Linked DNA regions of Canis lupus: region 1 is linked to region 2. A link is a contact called in public Hi-C data. All regions are on one chromosome and are shown on one strand. Each heading gives the region's core, a stretch centred on a gene start, on an enhancer-like site or on the middle of the called end of the contact. The rest is flanking DNA. Distances are from core to core; before and after follow the strand shown. Region 1 has its middle 57 kb from the start of SLC15A1. Region 2 overlaps LOC111091693 (a long non-coding RNA gene).

What was found. Hi-C and Micro-C count contacts between places; a contact is called where the count stands out from the background.
Region 1: a contact with region 2 is called in a Hi-C map of amygdala, with 9 times the contacts expected there. The contact joins two enhancer-like sites. A contact is called at or near these places in 4 of 9 Hi-C or Micro-C datasets (amygdala, blood, liver and 1 more).

What each region holds. Positions count from the first base shown.
Region 1 is chr22:48,931,879-48,936,105 of UU_Cfam_GSD_1.0, reverse strand. No RefSeq gene overlaps it. Among named protein-coding and RNA genes, the nearest start is that of SLC15A1, 57 kb to the left of the region's middle. Within about 2 kb of position 1,730, at least 2 of the 20 cell types and tissues checked have an H3K27ac peak or open chromatin away from gene starts, as enhancers often do.
Region 2 is chr22:48,204,366-48,208,369 of UU_Cfam_GSD_1.0, reverse strand. All of the region lies in intron 1 of LOC111091693 (a long non-coding RNA gene), which reads left to right. Among named protein-coding and RNA genes, the nearest start is that of IPO5, 80 kb to the left of the region's middle. Within about 2 kb of position 1,534, at least 10 of the 20 cell types and tissues checked have an H3K27ac peak or open chromatin away from gene starts, as enhancers often do.

The DNA.
Region 1 (4,227 bases), core at 481-2,980, 730 kb before region 2:
GTCCCACTCAGCTGCCAAAAGTCACACCCATGTGTGTCCAATAAGTATTAAGGACCTACAGCAGGTATCCTGGGAGCAAGTGAGCCCTCGGGATGGAGGTAGTGTCCTCGTAAGAAGAGGAAGCATGAGGTGAGGCCTCTCTCCTCTCCTTCCCTCCCCTCCCTTCCTCTCTGCACCCCAAGCAAAAAGGTAGCTGTCAGGGCACCTGCGTGGTTCAGTCAGTTAAGCATCTGCCTTCAGCTCAGGTCATGACCTCAGGGTCCTGGTATCGAGCCCTGAGTTGAGCTCCTTGCTCAGTGGGGAATCTGCTTCTCCCTCTTCCCCTCTTGCTCTCCTACTCTCTCAAATAAATACATAAAATCTAAAAAAAAAAAAAAAAAAAAAAAGGCTTTCTGTAAGCCAGGAAGAGTAGCCTCACCCAGAGCCAACCCTGATGGAATCTTAATCCTGGATTCCTAGCCTCCAAAGCTGTGAAAAAATGATTTCTGTTGTCTAAGCCACCAGGTGTGCAATATTGGTAACGGCAGCTCCTACCGACTAATTCAGGGACTCATTGTCCCTGTTTGTCAGGGGCCATCCTGGGAATATCCACACAAGACTTATGAGACTGTATGGAAAGTGCTTGGGCTTCAAACAGTGCGTGGCATATAGTAAGTGCTCTATAAATGCTAGTGATTATTATTTTATCCCTTCAGCAACTATCTTTAGTTGCACACCTGCTCCGTGCCAACCATGCGCTAATATACTGGCGGTACAAAATAGGCCAAAGATAAACTTGCGAAGTTGACAAGCCTTTACTGGGTACCTGCACCAAATCAAAGGGGTCTAGTTGTGACTGGGATCATAGTGGAGGCCGTGTCAGAATAGGAGGACAAAGTCAGGCAAGGTTAGTCTCTGGGGGAGTGGCCCATAGGCACTTCTCTCAGTTGTCCCCCAGCCAAAGCCACCAAACCAAGAAGTCACCTCCATCGCTTCCTGTTCCTAACAAATGGGAGCCTAAGAAGATTGGCACCACCTGGGCCTGGTCAAGTGTCCACAGGTGTTTTGCCCAAAGGCTCTGGCTAAGCCCAGCTGCCAGAATTTCCTTTTGATAAAGCCAAATCAGGACACAAAGTTTGTCTGGAATTCCCGAGCATGGCCACAAGATGGCGGACAAGAACGTGCTTGGCGATTTGTGGCGCCAACAAAAGGCTTTTGTGCATGTCAGAAATGCTTATTATGAATTTCTCATGCATTCATATCAGAAGGCCTCATCAGATACAGAGTGTTTATTTCTAGAAGCTTCTTTCTTGGGACTGGCGTTAATGGACTTCCATTCTGTCTGGGACTCAGGTATAAATTCCAGTTGGGCCCGCTGTTCCTCAGGATGGCAGGAGGCATTATGAGGAAGCAACTGGGGTTTTGTGAATCAGGGAAAAAACTCAGTTATTGAGCTTTTCCTTCATGCCCAACTTTGCATTATTGTACATATTTCCTCTTCACTCATTTATTCATTCAACAAATATTTATTAAGCTTGTACTGTTTTCCAAGCACTGATATAAGCCAGATAAGTAAATATATAACATAATGGCAGATGTTGATAAGTGCTATGAAGTAAGGGGACACAGACTGGTGAAGGCTGGTATTTTAAATGGAGTGGCCAAGGAGGGCCTGCCTCTCTGAGGAGGTGACATTTGAGCAGAGACCTGAATGGAATATGGAAGCAAGTCTGTCAAACGTCTAGCAAAAGAACATGCCAGAAGGGGCCCTAACATGAGCATGTCCTGAGATGGGAATATGGTTGGTGTGTTTGAGAACAGCAAAGAGGTCCCCGTGTCTGGAGTGTGGTGAGCAAGGGACGAGGGAGGGGTGACCCAGATTGGTCATGTGGGCCTTGTGGGCCACCCTGGGGACATAGGCCTATGTCAGGAAGCCGTCAGAACAGTAGTTTCTCAATACTGGCTGCCTTTTAGAATCATCTGAGAATTAAACCTTTTTTTTTTTTAAGATTTATTTATTCATGAGAGACACAGAGAGAGAGAGAGAGAGAGACAGGCAGAGGGAGAAGCAGGCTCCATGCAGGAAGCCCAACGTGGGACTCGATCCCCCGTCTCCAGGATCAGGCCCTGGGCTGAAGATGGCGCTAAATCACTGAGCCACCTGGGCTGCCCTCAGTTTTAAGTTTCTATGTGAACTTCCTACTGTAGAGAAGGAGAACGCCATTCCCACCAGCTACAAATGCACACTCGAGGGGAGGACGATGTCTCCATCCTCCTGGCACAGCCATGTTGTGATTTCGGTTAAAGCAATGATCACTGTTACAGGATTGTGCTCATGTGAATGGGATTTTCATATAAGCCACACCAGAGGCTGTGATTCATTTTCCCTTCCATCCCCCATACCATAGTTTGTTCACCCTGGGGTTAATCATTCCTTTCCAAATTTGCTTATTTTCCTGCAGGTTGTTTCCAAATTCAACCTCTCTCGGCTTAGTAAGCCTCCTCTCAATATGACCAAATACACTACCTGTCCTACCAGTTTCATCATCTTCAAGGGTTTCTTCTAGAACCTCCTGAAGGCTTTGTTAAACAAGAAAACACAGGCCCAAGACAGGGTCACTTGCCCCCAGGACAGCAAACCAAGACTTAAATGCTATTTTAACCTCTGCAGGAGTGGAATTTGAAGCCAATTAATCTGCAATTTTCTGGTTAGTGCCTGTGAGCTGATCTGTGCCTGGGCCCCTCTGCCATCCCCCAAAAGATGAGGGATCAGACCTCATCTGCATGATCAGACCCCCTTCCCTTCCTGCAAAGGAAGTCCACCTTGCCAAAAACAATCATTTCCTTTCCTGAGCTAATAACTTCTTGCCGCCCTCCCTTTCCTATACAAACCTTCCATTTTGTATGCCCCCTTGGGGCACCCCACCCCCTCTTACTGCCTTATTCTGAATCACTTCAAGCCAATTAGATCTTCAAATTTACTCAGTTAAATTTTGGTGTTTTTTTTTTTTTAAACAGATTCCAACCTGGAGGCCAACAAGATCCTTTAAAAAAAAAACTCTTAAAATCCCCATCACCTCTTGACTTTGTTACCTCCCCTAGAGTGTATTTCATGCCCTCTTCTCCCTTACTTATTCCAGTTTTTGGTAGGGGACATTTCTACAGTTGATTCCTGAGAAATGGACATGGGGAACAAATTTTTCTAGGGTTTTGCATGTCTGAGAGGTTTTTATTCTAGCCTCCCATTTGCTTTACATTGGGCCAGGTGTAGAGTTCCACTTGGGAGTTTTTTTCCCCAGGAATTCTAAGACCATCCTCATCGTCTCTAAGCTTTTCAGTGTCACTTTTGAAAAGTCCAACCCATTCTGATTATTATCTTTCGGAGGAAAACTTTTTTTCTCTAGAGGCTTGTAGGATTTTCTCTTGGTTTCTGGGAGTTTGAATTTCATGGTGACATATGTTGGTGTGAGTTATTTTTTTAAAAATTTAATTCCAGTTAGTTAACATACCATGTTATATTGGTTTCAGGTGTACAAGACAGTGAGCGATTCAACGCTTCTATACATTACTCAGTACTCATCTTGACAAATGCATTCCTTAATCCCCATCACCTAGTTCAGCCATCTGCCCAGGTGTGGGTCTATATTTTATCTGTTGTGCTATATGTTTTGTGGGCCCTTCCGATCAAGGAACTCCTCTCCTTTGATTTGGGGACATTTTCATGAATTTTTTAAAAAGTCCTCAGGTCCTGGGTTGGCTCAGTTGGTTAAGCGTCTGCCTTTGGTTCAGGCCATGATCTCGGGGTCTTTGGGATTGAGCCCCACGTCAGGCTTCCTGCTCTGTGGGAGTCTGTTTCCCCCTCTCCCTCTGTCCCTCCTCCCCACTCCTCAGCCCCCACGCCCCCCCACTAGTGCTCCCTCTTTCTCTTTCTCTCAAATAAGATCTTTTAAAAAAATGTTGTAAAGATTTTATTTATTTATTCATGAAAGACACAGAGGCAGGCAGAGACACAGGCTCCATGCTGGGAGCCTGATGAGGGACTTGATCCTGGGTCTCCAGGATCACGCCCCAGTCTGAAGGTGGCGCTAAACCGCTAAGCCACCGGGGCTGCCCCCCCCCCCCCCCCCCGCCTTTTTTTTTTTTTTGCCCTGGGCCAAAGGCAGGCACTCAACCGCTGAGCCACCCAGGCGTCCCTTAAAAATTTTTTAATTAAAAAATAAAAATAAAAAATAAAATAATTTTCCCTCC
Region 2 (4,004 bases), core at 285-2,784:
TCCTAGAAGAAAACATAGGCAGTAATACCTTTGATATTAGCCATATAAACATTTTTCTAGATATGTCTCCTTTGGCAACGGAAACAAGAGCAAAATTAAACTACTGGGAATACATCAAAATAAAAAGCTTTTGCACAATATAGGAAGCAACCAACAAAACAAAAAGATAGCCCACTGAATGAGAGATGATATTTGCAAATGGTATCTCTGATAAGGGGTTAACATCCAAAACATACAAAGAACTTATACAACTCAACACCCAAATAACACCCCCCCAAATAACCCAGTTAAGAAATGAGCAGAAGACTTGAACAGACATTTTCCCAAAGAAGACATACAAATGGACAATAGACATGAAAAGATGCTCAATCACTCTCATCAGAGAAGTGCAAGGTAAAACCACAATGAGATATCACTTCACACCTGTCAGAATGACTAAAACAAAAAACGCATGAAACAACAAGTATTGGTGAGAATATGGAGAAAAAGGAATCCTTGTACAGTGTTGATGTGAATGCAAACTGGTGGAGCCACTGTGGAAAAAAATATGGAGGTTCCTCAAAGAATTTAAAATAGAATTACGATATGATCCATTAATTCCACTAGTGGGTATTCACCCAAAGAATATGAAAACACTAATTTGGAAAGATACATGCACCCCTATGTTTATTGCAGCAGTATTTACAATAGCCAAGTTGTGGAAGCAACCCAAGTGTCCATTGTTGGATGAATGGATAAAGAAGATGTGGTGTATATATACAATGGAATATTAGCATAAAAGAGAATGAAATCTTTCCATTTGCAACAACATGGATGGACCTGGAGGGTATAATGCTAAATGAAATAAGTCAGTCAGAGAAAGACAAATACCATATAGTTTCACTCATATGTGGAATTTAAGAAACAAAACAGATGAACAAAGAAACAGAGACAAACCAAAAGCAGACTCTTTAATTGTGGAGAACAAACAGATGGTTACCAGAAGGGAGGTGAGTGGGGGATGGGTGAAATAGGTGAAGAGGATTAAGAGTACACTTACCATGATGAACACTGAGTAATGCACAGAATTGTTGAATGACTGTATTGTACACCTGAAACCAATATAACGCTGTACGTTCACTATACTGGAATGAAAAAAACAAACAAAAAACCCCCACAAGTTAGATTTTCCTTGAGATGTCTTCATACATGTGAGCATCGTACTGTATTACAGTCTTCTTCTTTAATTTGCATTTATGCTATAAATCAAATCGATTGTGAAATAATCCAGTGATTAAATGGATTAAGGATCAAGTGAAATAAACTGGTGGCCACATGATCTTTAGCAAAAGCCTCTAGAAGTCTGGACCTTTCAGGAAACTCAAAAGGCTTTTTTTTTTTTTTTTTTTTTTTGGTGGATTGGGTGTAACTTTCATTTGCATATGAACTTGAGGTGCTGGCTCACCCTCCCAGTCTCTGGTAGCAGGAACTGGTTGCTGCAACTCTCAGCTGGCTTCCCCCTGAGACTTATGACTCAGGCAATCCGAAGCTGAGATGTCGGGCTCAGCCAGAGGTCAGAGACTAGAATTGTTTTACCGGAGTCAGCTGCCCACCTGCTGGTCTTTCCCTCCTCCGTATTACTGTTTCTCTCCTGAACTGGGGCCCCTGCTAGGATCCACAGAGCCAATGGCCCCACAGTAGATGATTATAAACAAGGAGGCTTATTTTTCTTTGTTTAGAATTCTAGCAAGACTGACTAGTTTTGTTATTTTTTTTTTTTTAACTACCGAAGCTCAGTTAAATCAAGCCCAAGGATTAAGTGAAAACATCAGCCAACAAGATCAATAAATCATTAACTTGAACAGACCTGAGAGGCCTGTTGGCTGGGTTGCTTTGCCACGTGATAGAAGGTTCAGCGACTTCTGAAGTGGAAGGAAAGTTGGTAATGATTTAACGGAGCGTGCATTCATTTATTTTCTCTGGTGCTCTGGGAGGGAAGGGCTGAGTGTGATGCTGTACCACCACCTAGTGATAAATATACGCACATCACCTACAACGTACCAATGTGCTCCAAGATGGCCAAGACATCCTCCGGATAAAAGGATGTACTTTGATGAAACCTCAGTGCAACAAATCATATTATTCCTCACTCATGGCCTTTGATAATTACTTCCAGGATTTCTGTGTCATGGCTGAGACACAAAAAGCTTTAGGATTTTGGGGCACTTTGGCATGTTGTTGGCCTAAACTATCACTCAAATATCACTGGCAACAGGTAATTGTTAGGAAGTGTCCCTGGCTCATGCTGCTGCGGCCACTGTAGGAGCTGGCTTCTCAGTGGCTCCCCAGAGGTGACCCATGATGCGAAGATCTAGTGTCCTCCAGGATGAAATTTGACCTGTGAGAAACAGGAGATTGGAAGGAGCTGGTGGATGAGTGATTCTCCCTGTCTTCTCCCTGATGGACTGTTCTGACACGCGGGGTCCATGCTGTGTCTAAAGATATCCTCCACAACAACCATAGTTTTGGTGGTGCTGTGGCCAGCTCAGTACTACACTACCTGATTTTTGCTTTTCATCCTTTCCATTCTCTTTCCTTTTTTCCTTCCTCCTTTTGGTCTTTGGGGATTGTTTCCTTCATCAGTGTGTTCATGTCTGAATTTTGCCTCAGGCTGTTTTCTCGGGCCCTTGAGCCAAGACAGTTCACATACCCATCTTGGAACCACTTACTGGGTCCAGATATCTAGGTGTCCATTCATATATAGGGATTAAGGTGCTGTGATTGATATGTCCACCAGGAACAGATGAAAAAGAGGGTGGAGGTCCCCAGAGGAAGGAGCAGAACAATAGGAAGGAGTGCCCCTTCGATGGAAATATACCTGCCACATGCCACTTCTCCATTCGTCTTACCACCTCCCTGGTGTTCGTGAAGTGGCTAAGCAATTTTTAAGTCATTAAAGACATATTGTCCTACCTTAAGCATGAAATCCAAGTTAATGTCACCACAGAGGGACCACCTGAAATCATGCGTCTTTGATGTGATACAGTATGAGGTGAATAGAAGCACCCATGAAATAGTCTCAACAAAAATCTTTGATTTAAATCCAATCAAGCTGTTAGATGTAACTTTCAAGTTACAGGAAATATAGGAGAAAGAGGAGCAAGTTAAACAATAGCACAAAGAAAACACTTTCTCATCTAGAATGTGGAATATTCTACAAGACAACTGGCCTGGTGTATTAGTCTCCTAGGGTTATAGTAACAAAGCACCACAAACGTGATGACTGAAATGACAGAAATTTATTGCCTCACAGTAAGTACTAATCTGATTTCAGAATTTTGTTAAAACAATTTATAGCAGAACCAATTTCAATTATGCATTTTGATACAATATGTTGTAGGAAGAATATTCAACTTATGACACAGAGGAGGTGTGAAATGTGTTCTATGAATAAATTGGAAACTTGTCTGTTTGATCTGAAGACAGATTGGGACATCTATCAATAACACTAGAGAAAAATTTTTCCCTGGTGTTGTAATCAAAGTTTCCTTTCCTTTTTTTTTTAATTAATGTTTTGATTTTCTAAAATTTAAATTTTTTTAGTTAACATACAGTGCAGTATTAGTTTCTGGAGTAAATTCAGGGATTCATCACTTACATACAATACCCAGTGCTCATCACTAGTGCCCTCCTGAATACCCATCGCCCATCTAGCCCATCCCCCAGCCACCTCCCTCAAATAAAGTTTTCTAATTTATATCGCCAGGATGTGGAGGCTGTCAATTCTGACAAGTATTTAAAAATCAGTATTTAATATAGAGTTTGAATTGAAATCCTGAAATGATTATGTTTTCAAATTTTTGAGAGTCATTAGGATTATGACAGTGTTAAAAATAGATCAAGGCATAATTTAAACATGTGTTGAAGGGAGATTAAATTTACATGTAGAATATTCTCAAAGACCAAAGCATCTTTGGATCCTGGTGCATAAATCACTTAGATCTCACTTCCACAGGCCTTTTTAA